Regions from separate parts of the Mus musculus genome. Here region 2 is linked to region 1. Evidence: chromatin contacts called from public HiChIP or PLAC-seq data. All regions are on one chromosome and are shown on one strand. The core of a region is the stretch at or near the end of the contact, and the rest is flanking DNA. Distances in the headings are between cores, read along the strand shown. Region 1 has its middle 17 kb from the start of Scarf2. Region 2 has its middle 17 kb from the start of 4933432I09Rik.

The links. HiChIP or PLAC-seq counts read pairs in DNA pulled down with a chosen protein or histone mark.
Region 2: an HNF4G HiChIP or PLAC-seq map of pancreatic cancer cells shows a contact between it and region 1. The contact joins two enhancer-like sites.

Annotation. Positions count from the first base shown.
Region 1 is chr16:17,810,264-17,817,592 of GRCm38.p6, reverse strand. It overlaps the pseudogene Zfp520-ps. Among named protein-coding and RNA genes, the nearest start is that of Scarf2, 17 kb to the right of the region's middle. RefSeq lists an enhancer at 6,440-7,329. Within about 2 kb of position 2,087, at least 112 of the 459 cell types and tissues checked have an H3K27ac peak or open chromatin away from gene starts, as enhancers often do. A contact at or near this core is called in pancreatic cancer cells, where this site is marked.
Region 2 is chr16:18,193,550-18,200,565 of GRCm38.p6, reverse strand. No RefSeq gene overlaps it. Among named protein-coding and RNA genes, the nearest start is that of 4933432I09Rik, 17 kb to the left of the region's middle. Within about 2 kb of position 5,400, at least 123 of the 459 cell types and tissues checked have an H3K27ac peak or open chromatin away from gene starts, as enhancers often do. A contact at or near this core is called in pancreatic cancer cells, where this site is marked.

The sequences.
Region 1 (7,329 bases), core at 838-3,337:
CTCAAAGGGCCACTCTCCTAGAATTTACCCTTCACATCCTCACTTCCACTCTTGCCTGCACACCTAACATGGGCTCTCTCCTGCTCATCCTGCATCTAGCTGCCTGCTCTCTACCCTTCAGGAGTCAATTCTGACTGTCCCCTTCCTCTGTAGCTGAGAACCCCTATACTATATTGAGAGCTTGTGGAGAAAATAGACTTAGAAAGTAAGTCTCTCAGCAGCACAGAGGCCACCCCAGTAGTGGAAAAGGCCCTTTTTGGAGTCCAAGTGCAGATAAGTGGGTGCAACCCATCTAATTTGGTTGTCTGGTCTCCTCCAAGAGAAAATGCAACTTCTTGTATGATTGTTTTATTTTTGTTTTTTGAAACAGGGGTCTCTCTACACAGCCCTGGCTGTCCTATGCTCACTATGTAGACAGGCTGGCCTCGAACTCACAGAGATTCAACAGCCTCTGCATCCTGAGCAGTGGGATTAAAGATGTGAGCCACCATGCCAGGCCTACTTCTTGTATCTTTTTGAGAAGCACTGTTCTATCTCAAACTAAACTCCTGCAGAGTAAGGTGAGAATCTCCCCGGTCAGAGGCAACAGTGGAGTTGTTCCTGAGTAGTCAGATATAGCACACTGCCGAGGTCAGAGGTGAGCAAGGAAAGTGAGGTTGGGGCAGCCCTTGTGCACACGCACTACCTCACAGGATAGCTCCACAGAGGACATCCTAGGAGGCAAACCCATCAAGAGGTCTGCTGCTACGTTTCTGATGTGTTCAAGCAGCGCCAGCTGTTGGGACGGAGTACTAAAGAGTGAGAGGAGGCAGTCCTCTTTCCCCTGAGGCACCACAGAACTGCTGGCTCACATTTTTAGACTTGAGTTTATGCCAGTGCAATCTGTGGGTGGATGTATCTGGGACTGAATCAGCTCCTGATCCCGAGACCTGATCCTGATCTCAGCCCTCGGGGATTGATTAGAAGCCTGGCTGGGTCTTCAGCTGGAAGAGTTCCTTTGGCGGTTCACTTGGGCACTCTGCTTTTGTGCCTCTGGACTTCCGGGTGCTTTTGGTTTTCTATTTAATTTTCTGGTTTATTTGCAACTCCAGTCCAGCAACCCAGTCTGAGCTCCAGGGCCATGCTTCTGCTCCGTACAGAAAACTCTGCTTCAATCTCTTAGAGATTGGAAGGTGGAGCCTGAGATAATTGGAGGACATTTACAATACAGGGCTATATCAGGCTTTGATTCTCAGGCAGGTCAGATGGGAGGCAGCCCAGGTAGTATCCTGGCCTGGGAGCTGCAGAATGACACTGCACTGGGGAGCGAGGCTGCGCTGTGGAAGCCAGCTCCTATTGCTAGTGGGAGCGACCTCATAAAGGAGAGCCTTGGCAGCCACAGTGGGACTGAGGAGGCTGTCCCTCTAGGGTGCCCCCTCTCCTTTGATCAAGGCACTCTCACTGAACACTCATCTGCCAGATGCAGCAAGGACATCCAGTCCACAAAGGGACTGCCTCAGAACCACCAAAGAGCACAGCAACCGTCAGAAGAGCCCAGGCAATCTACACGAGAGCACAGACAGCATGAGGTGGGTGGGCACTGACGCTGCGGAGAGCAAGTCAGCCAGTGCGGGAAGGTATTCCTGCAAAGCTCCCGGCCCTTTCGCTGCACTTGCGCAATGGCCTTCAGATGCCACGAGTGCAGCAAGGCCTCTGGAGCGCCGACCTCGTGGAGCACCAGCGCAGCCACGCTGCTACTCATGCCCCAACGCGCACCCGCGGTGCACGCGGGCGATCGGCCCTACAAGCGCGGTGCCCGCGAGAAGGCCTCCAGGGGCAGCTCGCTGTTCAGCACGCACCGCCCAGCGCGCATCGGGGTGAGACCCTACGCATGCGCCGCCGAGTGCGCCAAGGCCTTCAACCAGCGCACGCACCTCACCCGCCACCTCTACGGCCACACGGGTGAGAGGCCCTGCAGGTGCGGCTGTGGCAAGGCCTTCGCCTGCCACTCTTCGCTCACCGTGCACGAGGAGATCCACCGTGGCCACAAGCCACTCAAGTGCTGGGACTGCGCCAAGGCCTCCCACAGGCGCGCGGGCCTCGCCCTCCACCAGAGGGCGCACACGGCGACATGCCCTTCAAGTACTGCGAGTGCGGCTCTGCTGCCCCTGGGACATGGGGTGCACCAGCGCACCCACAGCGGGGAGAAGTCGTTCCGGTGCTTCGAGTGCGTTAAGGCCTTCAGCTTGTACTCCTACCTCATGGTGCAGCCAAACTGGCGAGAAGCCCTACAAATGCCACAAGTGCGGCAAGACCTTCACCCAGAACCACTGTCTTACCACACACAGGAAGGTTCACCCCGGGAGAGAAGGCTTTCCAGGGCGGGAAGGATTTCTGCTGGAACTCACACTTGGAGCGCCAGAGGTTGCACTGTGAGGAGTTCAATAGGGGCTTGCTGAGCTCCATGCCTGGCAGCCTGCTGGATGCAGGGAATACCAAGGCGAGTGGCATGGACCCCATAAATGCTTTGAGCATAGCAAAGCTGTGTGTGATACAACTGACCCCTGGAGAACAAATCTGTCAATCAGGGTGACACTCGCCGGTTACTTCCCCACTCTCCCAAGTCATCAGCTCTAGATTCTCAGAGCCAGACGACTGTCCCTCCAGGTGAAAAAGCCTGGCTTGACCTTAAAGTAGTCTCTCACAAGCCATTCCCTCCTACTAGATATGGTCATGGCTAGGGAAGAAGTCATCCTACCAACATGCTTAGTGGGGCCAGAGCCATGAGAGTTTTTGCAGCTAGACACAGGCATTTTTCCTTCTCTCTCTCTCTCTCTCTCTCTCTCTCTCTCTCTCTCTCTCTCTCTCTCCTCTCTCTTCCTTCCTTCCTTTCTTTTTAAAAATTGTCTTATTTATTTATTTATTTATTTATGAAATAGAGTTTCTCCGTGTAGCCCCGGTTGTCCTGGAACTCTTCCCACAGATCAGACTGGCCTTGGCCTACCAAGTGCTGGAATGAAAGGTGTGCATCACCTCCTCCCAGCTGGCATTTTCTTTTAAAAGAAAATAAGGGCTGTGCAGATGTGTAAGTGGGTAAACTGCTTTTTGCCATGCAAGTGTGAAGGCCTGAGTGTGCACCTCCATAACCTGTGTGAAAGCCAGGTGTAGTGGACAGGTGTACGCCCACCTCTGAGCAGAACAGGAACCAGCAGGCTCTTGAAGCTCTCCAGCCAGCCAGTCTAGCTGAACTAGTGAGACCCTGACATTTCCCAGTGAATTTTTAATTGTTATTTAGGTGCTTTGCCTACATGTATGCTAGTGCATTGCCTGGGTGCCTGGTACCCACAGAGGCCAGAAAAGTAGATTAGATCCCCTAGGACTGGATAAACCCGTGTCCTCTGGAAGAGCAGTCCGTGCACTTTCTACCAAGCCATCTCTCCATCCACAGAAACCTGGCTTGAAAAATAAAGTAGATCCACATGTGGTAGCTCATGCCTTTCATATCAGCACTTGGGAGGCAGAGGCAGGAGAATCTCTGTGAGTTTGATGCCAGACTGGTCTACAGAGAGAGAGAGTTCTGGGCCAGCCAGAGCTCTATAGTGAGACCATCTCAAAATAAACAACTAATGTAGAAAGCCATAAAGGAAGGCACCTGGTGTCTCCCCACAAGCATGCACACACAGATACACACACAAATTAAAAGCTCTGGAGAAATGTCACAGAGGTGACAACATAAAAACCTGAGTTCTAGTCCCCAGAGCACACATACCCTCCCAATGCTGAATCAAGGAGGGACAGGAGGATCTCTGAGCCTTGTTGGCTGCCATCCTAGCTCCTGTCTTGAAGGAAAAAGTCAGAGAGTGATGGAACAAGACACTTGATGTCCTCTTCTGGCCTCTGCAAATGAACACATGGGTGCACACACTCACGCATACACATATGCCAAACACACGCAGCAAAAAAAAAAAAAAAAAAAAAAGACTAGAAGTTAAGATTAGTGACACATGCCTATGTTCAGATCCCAAGCACCTACATAGGAAGCCAGGATTGGTAACATGCTTTTAATTCCAGGGCTGGGGAAGCAGAGACAGAAGGACTCCTAGGGCTAGCTGAATTAGGAAGCGAAGGGATCTTTCTTCAAGAACCATTTGTCAGCATCTTTCTCTAGGATCTAGGGCTCAGTGATGAAGCTATGCTGAGTGGTAAATCCCAGGACTCTGCCTGTCCCCCACCTCGTCAGTGCTGGAATCTCAAGTATGCCTATTACAAGCATCCTTGTGTGTGTGCACTGAGCATGAAGCGCGGGCCTTCTTGTTGATACAGTAAGTGCTTTACCAACTGGCCTATTTCCTCAACTCCTAAAGCTGTATAAACAAGCAGAGGGCAAAGACAGTGGGCAAAGATGATCTACTTCTTAGAGTTCCTCATGTTTTACTTCCTCCTGGTCCCAGTTCACAGGAGTAGAAATTTGGAAACTCACTTGACGAAGCCAAGAAATTATCCCAAGCCCAATTCTGATGCTGGGAAGAGTTCCAGAAAGGTCCTCATAGGGTCACTGGTTTCCAGGTCACTGTCAGGAGCCCCAGGCTCTCAGTAGAAATTTCTCTCAACTTTCCAGAAGTGGAAACCTTGAAGAACCAGGAGTTGTGCATATACAGGTGGATCTTTAAATTTGAGGCAAAGCCTGGTCTACATAGCTAGTTCCAGGACAGTCAGGGCTACAGAGTAAGAAAACCTTGATGGATGGGTGGCCTGGGACGTGCTCTAGCAGTAACAAGCCACTCTGGCTCACCAGGCAGATACAATTACTTCATAAGCCTGACCAGTTCTCTCCACACTGAAAGGAAAGTGCTGCCTCTGCAAAGCTGCCTCTGACTGCCATAGCACACGATGGCATCTTGTGCCTGAACTGAGATGTGCACACACATCACATAACACTATAATTATCTTTAAGTTTAAAATCATAGATAGGCCTAGCAGAAGGTCTGGGAGTCTGGGAGGTGCCCTCAAAGTGGGCAGTGCAATCCTCACCCCAGCTCACCTCTCTTGCCTCACTTCCCTGTGTCTTCCTGTTCTTTCCACTCTCGTATCCCACCAGACCATCGGCATCATGTTACAGCGTTCTTCGAGCTTCTCCTCTAGCTGGCTGTAGACAACTTTGGTGAAAAACCTGAACCTGGGACCCCCACCTCAGTGTCCTCTCCTAGCAATACAAACTGCTGGGTTATTTTTCTGCTAGGACTATTGCACACTCTTTTCTGCTCCAGATGTTTCTGCGGTTCACCACTAGATGGCAACATCAGAATACTTCTACCTTGCTAACAATGAATGGACTTCAATCTTTTCAAAAAGGTCCTATCTCTAGCCCTAAAATAGCAATGGTGTCCTGCCACACAAGGGACAGCAGTGAGATTGGAATGCCAAATGTCGTGCCTCTAGAATGGATGCTTTAAACACTTGTGTTTTGAAGTGTACAGAAAAGCAATAATAAAAAGCTACTATAAACTGGATGTTGTACGCACTTTTAATCCCAGGAGGCAGAGGCAGGTGAAGCTCTGTGAGTTCAAGACAAGCCTAGACTACACAGAGTTCCAGGACAGTCAGGGCTATATAGTAAGACCCTGTCTTTAAAAATTCAGGCCAGCCAGGGCTATACAGGGAAAGCCCTGTCTCGAAAAACAAAAAATTAAAAAAATAAAAATAAAATGAGAATTATAAAGCCACTGAACACAGCTTAGGGATATGTTCCTTAGGAACATGGCTTAGTTGGTAGAGTGCTTGCCTGGCTTGAACAAAGTCCTGAGTTCAATCCCTAATAAACCAGGTATGGTGAATGGCGTGAATCTTAGCAGCTTGGGGGGTAGGGTATCAGAGGCACAAGTTATCTTCAGCTACAAAGCTAGTTCAAGGCTATCCTGGACTATGTGAAACACCATCTTGGGGGGGGGGAGCCACTGGGGTCCCATGTTGCTGTGTGCAGTAAGCAGCTCTGGACCACTGTGTTCACTGATCCTTCGGTACCCACCCACCCCCAGTAACCACACTCCAGGGGTTTCTGGAGCTTTGATGACTAAGAAGCAACAAGTCTTCATCAAATCTTTGCAAAGATTCAGCCCAAGTCTTTGCAAAGATAAGAAGACCTGGCCGGGCAGTGGTGGCGCACGCCTTTAATCCCAGCACTTGGGAGGCAGAGGCAGGCGGATTTCTGAGTTCGAGGCCAGCCTGGTCTACAGAGTGAGCTCCAGGACAGCCAGGGCTACAGAGAAACTCTGTCTTGAAAAACAAAAAACAAAAACAAACAAAAAGAAGAAGAAGAAGAAGAAGAAGAAGAAGAAGAAGAAGAAGAAGAAGAAGAAGAAGAAGAAGACCCGTCACCTTATCCTGATCAACTTTCTTTTCCCTCTGTCCCCCTTGTTTTGTCACTATTGCTTGCTTTGTTGGTTTTGGGTGAAGCTGGGACACTGTGCATGCTACACTCCCTGCTCTTCTGGATCACAGAACTCAGATAACTTCCAACACATCTGGCTGTGTTTCAGGGGTGTGTACACCTCCAGGCTCAGTTGGGTACTGTGTGGCCGTGCTGCACATGTGTGTTAATTATGGACTGAATATGCTTTTCTGAGCCTTTTCCGTGTGTTTGCATATCAGGCGTGTGGTAGTCAGTGTCTTCCTATCAAGTCGGCTTTGGTAGAAGGTGTCCCTGTTACAGGTCATGTCACTGTGACTTTGTCTGCTGTGAGTGTGTTTCACTAACAGAGCTGTAATGGTGGCAGAGGGGTGTCTCTCAATGTTTTTGTCGGGTGACAGTGGTATGGATGTTGCAAGTTTAGACACAGTCTCCTGAGCGTGGTGAAGTGCTGGGTGTGTGCTGGCATTTTGTCTAGTACAATGGTATGCGTTACAGAGGACATGTTTGTCTCCTGTTTCTATGTGTAATGGCTGTGTGTGGGATCAGAACTTGCCTCTTTTTTCATTGCACCATGAATTGTGTGTATGCATGCTTCAAGGGATTTGGTTTCCATGTGCTAGGCAGCACATGTGATTCATATGATATAATATGATATATGATTCTTTCACCATGCCTGAAGTGCATGTGTTGTAGGGTGTATTATGTTCCCAAGTCTGTTAGATTTGCTGTGTATCCCTTGCCCTTCGTTTATGTGTTCTGAGGGCTGAAAGTCCTCTTTGCATTGCAGTGACTGTCTCCACATGTGTGTGGCAGGGTATATGTCCCTTGGTCTGCATGTGCAGTGCCGTAGTACATCTGTGTTAGACATGAAGGTCCATTTCTGTCTAGCAGACTGTGTGTCTAGGTGCCTCTGTGTGTCCCAGGGAATTATGGAGCCATGA
Region 2 (7,016 bases), core at 4,151-6,650, 380 kb before region 1:
AGGTAATGAATTCCAGCACCTCCAGATGCTTCAAAATACAACCTGGCTTGGCATTTGTAGGGGGCAAGGGTATGCTGCGCTCCTACCCGGGAGGAGACCACGTCTCTAAAGCCCTGCTTGGGCCCACTGTACTCTGAGCTCCTAAGGTGCAGGAGTTGTAATTACAAAGACTCAGGCTGGGCATGAGACTCTCTGATGAGACTTCTTGGGCCAGATGGCATGGAGGGCTGAGTGTAAGGGAGGGTCCTCCCAGAGCGGTTCTGCCCACAGTCCCAGCCACCGAGGGCAGATGGGTTCATTGTGGTCAAGACCAAGATGACAGGTTCCAGCTGTCCTAAAGCTCTGCCTTTCTGGGGTTGTGCTGTGTGTCCCATGTGTCCTTCCACACCCAGGTGGCACACCAAACTGTCCTGCTTGAGTGTCCAGTGCTGAATAGTCCAACCTGCCTCTTCTGCTTCCTGTCCTCAGCCTCATGTGGCTAGGGGAGGTAGGCTATGCAGAGAAGGAGCTGCTGGGGCCCTGTAGCCATCAGGCCAAGGTTATGCACAAACAGCCTGTGTGCCCTCACAGGATCCCTGGTACCCTGCAGATTGCCCGGAGAGCAGAAGTGCCTCTTCATCCTTCCTGGGCTCCAACCCTCAGGCAGTGGTGGGCCTGGTCATCAGCACTACTTTCTCTCCTCCTGGCTGCACTCTCATAGCTTAGGAGGAGGCAACCGTGTGCTGAGGCTCCACTTCTGAGAGAAGGGCCCTTGTTGGGCAGTTCTGAGGTACAACAAAGGCCGGGTCAGCGTCTCACTCAAGCTCTATTTCTGAGTCTGACCCCTTCTAGTGTGGTGAGTCAGAGAGGTGAGAGACGAGCGCTGCTAGTTCGACTCCATAGAACCCCTGAAATCCTCCTCAGGACACCCCGCAACCTGAGTGGCCCCTTGCATGTTGCACAAGGCTTCACCTGACTGAGAGCAGGTAGGGGGTGGGTGGCTCCCCAAGTCTCTATGCTGTGTACACACAGGCCACACAGGCAAGAGTATGGAGGCAGGATAGGGGCCCACCCTCTGCCTCCCATTGTTTCAACAGCAGCCGAGGAGAAAACAAGGACTTTACGGCTGTCACAAATATTTCATCCCACACATTTTACAGTCCACAACCGCTGCGAGTGCTGGGCTCCTGTCGGAGCTGGAAGATTCATAAAATGCATGTGAATTTTTATGTCCAATTATTCCAGGTCTCCCGCTCAGGGCGCGAGAGCTGCCCTGTCTGCATTCCAGTCCCCAGCCTCTGCCTATTTAGACCCCTTCTGTGCTCAGGGGTAAATCTCCACTGTAGCCTCCTCATGGGCCCTCAGCATCACTTTGTTTTCCTCCTCCCTCCCATCCCCTAGGGAGGGGGGCTTCCAGGCCCACAAGATGGTACAAGGGAGACGCTGCTGTCTAGCCTAGAGGACCCCAGATAAGGGCTCCTGTGGGTCTGTGTACCCATCAGGAACTGTCATGGGCTCACTCTTGTTCTCCCTCAGTTTTCTCCTGAAAAAATGGGCTTGTGTTTGCCATGTTGCAAGAGGACCCTTCTGTGTGGATGCTGAGCTCCAGGTCTCTGTGGTCCAGAGGATCCAGGAGGCTGTGTCAGGCCCAGGGCAGAAGGTATGTGCTGCCTAAGGTCTGGCTGTGCAGGGGAGGGCGAGAGGGTGTGGTGGGCACTGTGGGAGCGCCTCATCGGTTGCAGCCTCACGTCCCTTCATTACGGTGCTTGCAGAAGATGTTCTCTGATTAGTCTGCTGAATTATGAATTAGGTTCCGGGTCCCTGTGCAGCTGTTCCTGGCTTGTCATCCCCACCGCTTTATTTCCCCATCTGCTTATAAAACCAGGAGCGCCGTCCTGCAATAAACACTTCAAGCACTTTTTTTAGGGGCTAATTAATTGTGTTGCATTTCTCCAACACAGTGCACAGGCTGGACCTGCCCTGAATTCCCAATGCAGTTCCAGCTCCTGTCAGGGTGCCTAGGGGGAGGGCTGAGCCCAGAGGCTAGGACAGGGCACATGGTCTCTTCAGGTGTACTCTCCTCCAAGACAGCCCAGAACCCCATGCTGGGTGCCTCTCTCCAGAGGTTCCTGTGACACTGTCTGGCCACTGGACATCCCTCCCACTCATCTGCAATGTGTCCCCTGTTGAGAGGCAGTGCTGTGCTTCCCGCTCTGCCCTCCATGTCTGCTCTTCCTCCGCATCGTTCAGCACCTGCCCCAGCTTCTTCCCGATGGCCTGCTCTCAGAGACTCCCTGAAATTACCCCAGGAGAGAGGAATTGGGGAGTCTTATGTCTGCCCTGCGCCCTGCGGCAGTACTCCTCCTGCGAAGACTCAGAACATTCTGAAGCAGGATTCTAGCCACACTGTTAGTAGAAAAGCAAAAATCACAATTACAGAGTTTCACAACAGAGCTTAGTGCTGATAAAGCTAGGCAGCTGCTGTGTGCTGCTCTCAACACTGGGACGAGGTGTTTGCTAAGCTGAGCCTCAGCATGGGTGCTATGCCAAGGCAGCGAGAGTCTGCAGTGTGGCACCCATGGGTCTGAAGCCTCAGTCCTACGGTGTCAGGACCCTTCAGGATGGAGAGGGGATCTGGGAGGCTCTGCTACTTGTGCATGGTGGGGACAGTAGACACCTATGTGCCACTATGATGTCCTTGGAACAGGCTGGCAAGGCTCCTCTAGATTCCCGTGGTTTTGTCCTCACAGGCTGAGATGTGGCAGCAGAGGGTGATCTGTTTAAAGATACTGCAGAGTCACTGACAGGGCAAGGCTGAGTGTCCACTGTGATGAGGGGCCCTAGTCAGCCTTGGTCACTTGGCTGCAGGGTCGAGAGTCACTGACTCACCTGTAGGACCTCAAGCTGGGTCCCTAGGAAGCTCCCAGCTCTATCCTTGTCCTCTGTGCACAGGAATGGCCGAACCCAAGGACACCTTGACGGTGGGGACTTCAGCGTCAGAGGCAGGAGCTACTGGGGTCAATCATGTTTCCTCACTTCTCAGAGGCCTTGCTCCCCAGCTCAGCTCCGGAGCTGGAGACCCTGTGGGGATCTGAAAGGAGGAACCTTTGTTTTCACTGCTGTCCAGGCCTGAGGCTCCCAAGCTTTGCAACTCTGAGGGCAGGTGCTAGAGAGGTCAAAAGCAGGAGCAGGAGCAGGAGTGGGCTGAACATTCTCTAAAAGAGCTCTGGACCCTGTAGGCCTCCATATGGTCCTAAGAGTGAAGCGCACGGGAGTCCTGGGGACAGCCTGCTGGCCTCTCTTAGTGTGGTTTCCTCCAAAATGACCCTGGTGTGAGGCTGAATATGAGCGCTTGTCTGAGCATGGTGACACTGGGAACAAGGGTAGGGTAGAGTAGGGTAGGGTAGATGGAGCTGTGGGAATGACTGGGTAGGGCATTGTGGGCCGCTTGGAGTTTGGCTCTTGATTTCTACCTCTGCATATGGCTGCACATGTTCACTAGTGACCTCCAAATGACTGGGGAGGGTTGGGGGGGGGCTCATAGTGCCTGTCATACCAGGAGCTGAGGGGGTGGCAGGATTAAGGATCTCTGGTTTAGGGGCCTCGCCCAAGCAGGGTGTGGGCCTGGGCAGTGCTGAATCCAGGGTGTGATTTTATCCCAGGAGTGGGAGCTGTTGGTGAGAAGAGTGAGCAGCGCTTCCCTCCTGGACATGGCCTCTGTGTGGATCCCCACCAGGGGATGGAGCCTGTTGGTAGTGCTCCCTGGCTAGCTCCGTTAGAAACACTTTTATGGGCTGTTAATTGTTATGCTCCCGTTTAATTCTGGGTGTCATTGCATGTCAGCCAAGCCCGACAGGCTGGGATTTATGCCTTGAAATTATGGGGCTTGGGTTGTTCAGAGGTAAAACAATTACCCATCAATCAGCCACCAATCGGCCTGAGTTAGGCCTGGCAGCCCTGTTAGCAAGTGTGGGTATCCACAGCCCTGAGAAGACCTTCAAGAAGAAGAACTGACTTTGAGAACAAGGTAGGCTGGGCAGGGTCCTGCCCCAGTAAGCTTGTCTGTCAGGACTCAACTCTAAGAAGGTGGCCCTGCTATGTTCTAACTGTTGGGATCAGTGACTTAGCCTCCCACTCATATGTTGTGACTGTGATCCCAGGGATGCTGATGGTAACCAGCTCAAAGATGCTGCAGAGTTGCAGAGAGGGAGAGGTGATGTGCCCAGTATGCTGAGGGGCCCTGGCTCGCTTCTGTCAGTCTTCTGCCAGCTCTGGGGTGTCACAAGGAAGACACAAGTACAAAGGGAGTGCTGGGGCTGCCAGCTGCGGGGACTATACCACCAGAGCCCCAATACCTTCCTATGGGTACAGAGGCAGATGAGGCCCTGCTAAAAGTGGGGAGGTAGTCCACAGTAGGGCATTGCCAGGAACAGCCTTTGATAAAAGTTCTGCACTTGCTCGGACCTTATTGGAGGTGCTGGAGTCCCCAAGAGGCACAGGGGAAGAGGGGACTCTGAGCAAAAGACCAAGAAGCCTCCATCTTCCTTGCTGCACTCCAGCCACAGCAGGAACAGGGCCCAGCACCTGCTCTGCAGACCCAGGTCTCCTCTCCATCAGTTCACATCCTCAGGTATTATCTTGCTACCCAGCAGTACCTGCTCTACCATCTATACCTGCCCCAGCTGCCCCTGCCCATCTCACCTCCCCAGCTGCCCTACCTGCCCCAGCTGCCCCTGCCCATCTCACCTCCCCAGCTGCCCTACCTGCCCCAGCTGCCCCTGCCCATCTCACCTCCCCAGCTGCCCCAGCTGCCCCTGCCCATCTTACCTCCCCACCTGCTCCAGCTGCCCCAGCTGCCCCTGCCCATCTCACCCCCCCCCCTTGATTTGCCCCAGCTGATGATATCACCGGGCACAATATGACTGTTAATTACTGAACTGGATGGCACTCTCCACGTGGGCTGGAGTAAACGTGAATTCCTCCCAGGCTTATGTCCTCCTGGGGTCATGTACTGGCAGGGGTCATATTCCTGGGACATGTGTACTAGGACCCAAGTGAGTCTCCTGCACAGTGTCCTCCTCACAGGCAGACTCCATTTAGCAGCAGAGCCTCCTACATTTTGTATTGAAATATTTTAACAGGAGAAAAAAGTCTTGTTTTCATTTCCTCAGTCACATGCTAATTGGCCCGCGCTGCTATGAGCAATTACCACAATCTAGGACTGGCTTCAGTCTATTCTAACTTCCTTGAAAGTCAAGGAGCTGTGACACCCGTGAGTCATTCACACTTCATCTTCCAGTCACTGTCTTTGCTTCCCCACCCTGAATGCCAACCTGCTGGTGGGTGAGGCCCTCCAGGGAACTGTGGAGCTGTGGGCGGGGCTTGGCCTCACCCACGTTTTCTTTCAATAGACTTGCCTGGGCCCATGGAGCTGGCTGTTGTCTGCTCTCCCAGTCCCAGCTGGCTGTCCAGGCTGGGCCCAGCAATGTGGTAGGAAATGCTCCCTAAAGCCCATGCTGGGACTCTTGGGGTAGCCGTGGCTTTGATTTTTAGACCGTGCAGACACCTGGGGAGAAGCAGGCTATACAGTCCAACGAGAGTTGCTGGGTGCTGAGGCCCACCCAGGGCTACGGTGGACACCTGTTATGAGAGAGGGAAGGGTGGAGCCTTGCGGGGTTTTGGCCAGAAAAGACTGGAGCTGGCTGGCTGGCAAAGATCAGCTCATTCTCCCCAGGGCAGCCCCAGGACTCCCGTCCACAGCTCTTGCACCCACGCCCAGTCCAGGCCTCATCCTGCCATGCCTGGGTAGCCACACTGGCATTTGGTATCTGGGGAGCTGCTGACAGTGCGTGTTCTGCCTGCTGACAAAGCACTGCTAGCCTATTTGGAAATGTCAGGCTGGCGGGTGGCAAGCCCAGCCAGTACCCGACTCCTGACCATGATGCTGGATGAGCTGCAGCCCCAGCAATGGAGCCAGGCAAGTGCTGAGAGGCACTACTGAGGGTTTGAGCTCTGGGTGGGCTACAGGCTGTGGGAAAGCAGCCCTGGGCTGACCCCGCCTCTGATGGATGAGGGCTCCGAGACACAGCTGCGGTGGACTGGTTGATGTGGAAGAGCAATGGTACACTGGGGACCCTACGGTATCCGAGGGAGGTTTATTGGCATCAGCTGATTTCCCAGGGGTCCTTGCTGGCAGTGGCCACTGTATTCCGAAGAACTGTGTGGGAGGGGAAGGTGTGAAGTGAGCACTGTCTCTGGCCTGCCTGAGCCTGAGCAGAGCTGTGTGACGGGCACATGGTAAACCAGGAAAGCTGGTGGATCTTCAGTGCTGGAAGCTGGCCCAGAAGGATGGGAGACAAACTCTCAGGCTGAGGGGCGCAGCTTTTGTGCTTTCTGGTCCCTTGTGCAAGGGCTGGCCTTTGCAGCCATGTTTTGGCTCTCCTGTCCTGTCTACTGGACACAGGGCTCTGTGACCCTCCATGGCAGTTACTTCCCTGGGTCCGGCAATACAGATACTTTGGGCCCCGATTCCTATGAGGACTGCCACACTGCTGTGCCTAGGCCGTGCCTTGACTTTGTGTGTAAGGACAGACACCTCCCAACTGGGGAATTTCAGTTGGATCTCCTTATAGCACCAGTTCAGGAACAAGGGGTTTCTAGTTGCCACCCCACAGTCTTTCCCACCTCTGTTCCTGTTGGGTCGGGCTCTCTGGAGACAGTCACCACACAGGACTGGACAAACACGTGGGGCAGGAGCCCTGCTGTGACCCTGGAGGCTCCTCCTCTCTTCAGGGGTGAGGTGGGAGTGGGGGTAGGGGGTGGGGGGGGGAGGGTAAGGCAATGTGGGGGGAATGGGAGTTGTGGCTCCAAGGGACACACCAGGGCTGGAGACACAGAGAGGGCTGTGTGTGCCTGTGCATGGGGTACGGTTGGTTTGGATTCCTGGAAACATGGTGTCCTCTGCATACTCTCCAGTTGCTGTGACAAAGTACCTGAGGAGAGCAACTTAAGAAAGAAATGTTTTACCGTGGCTCACA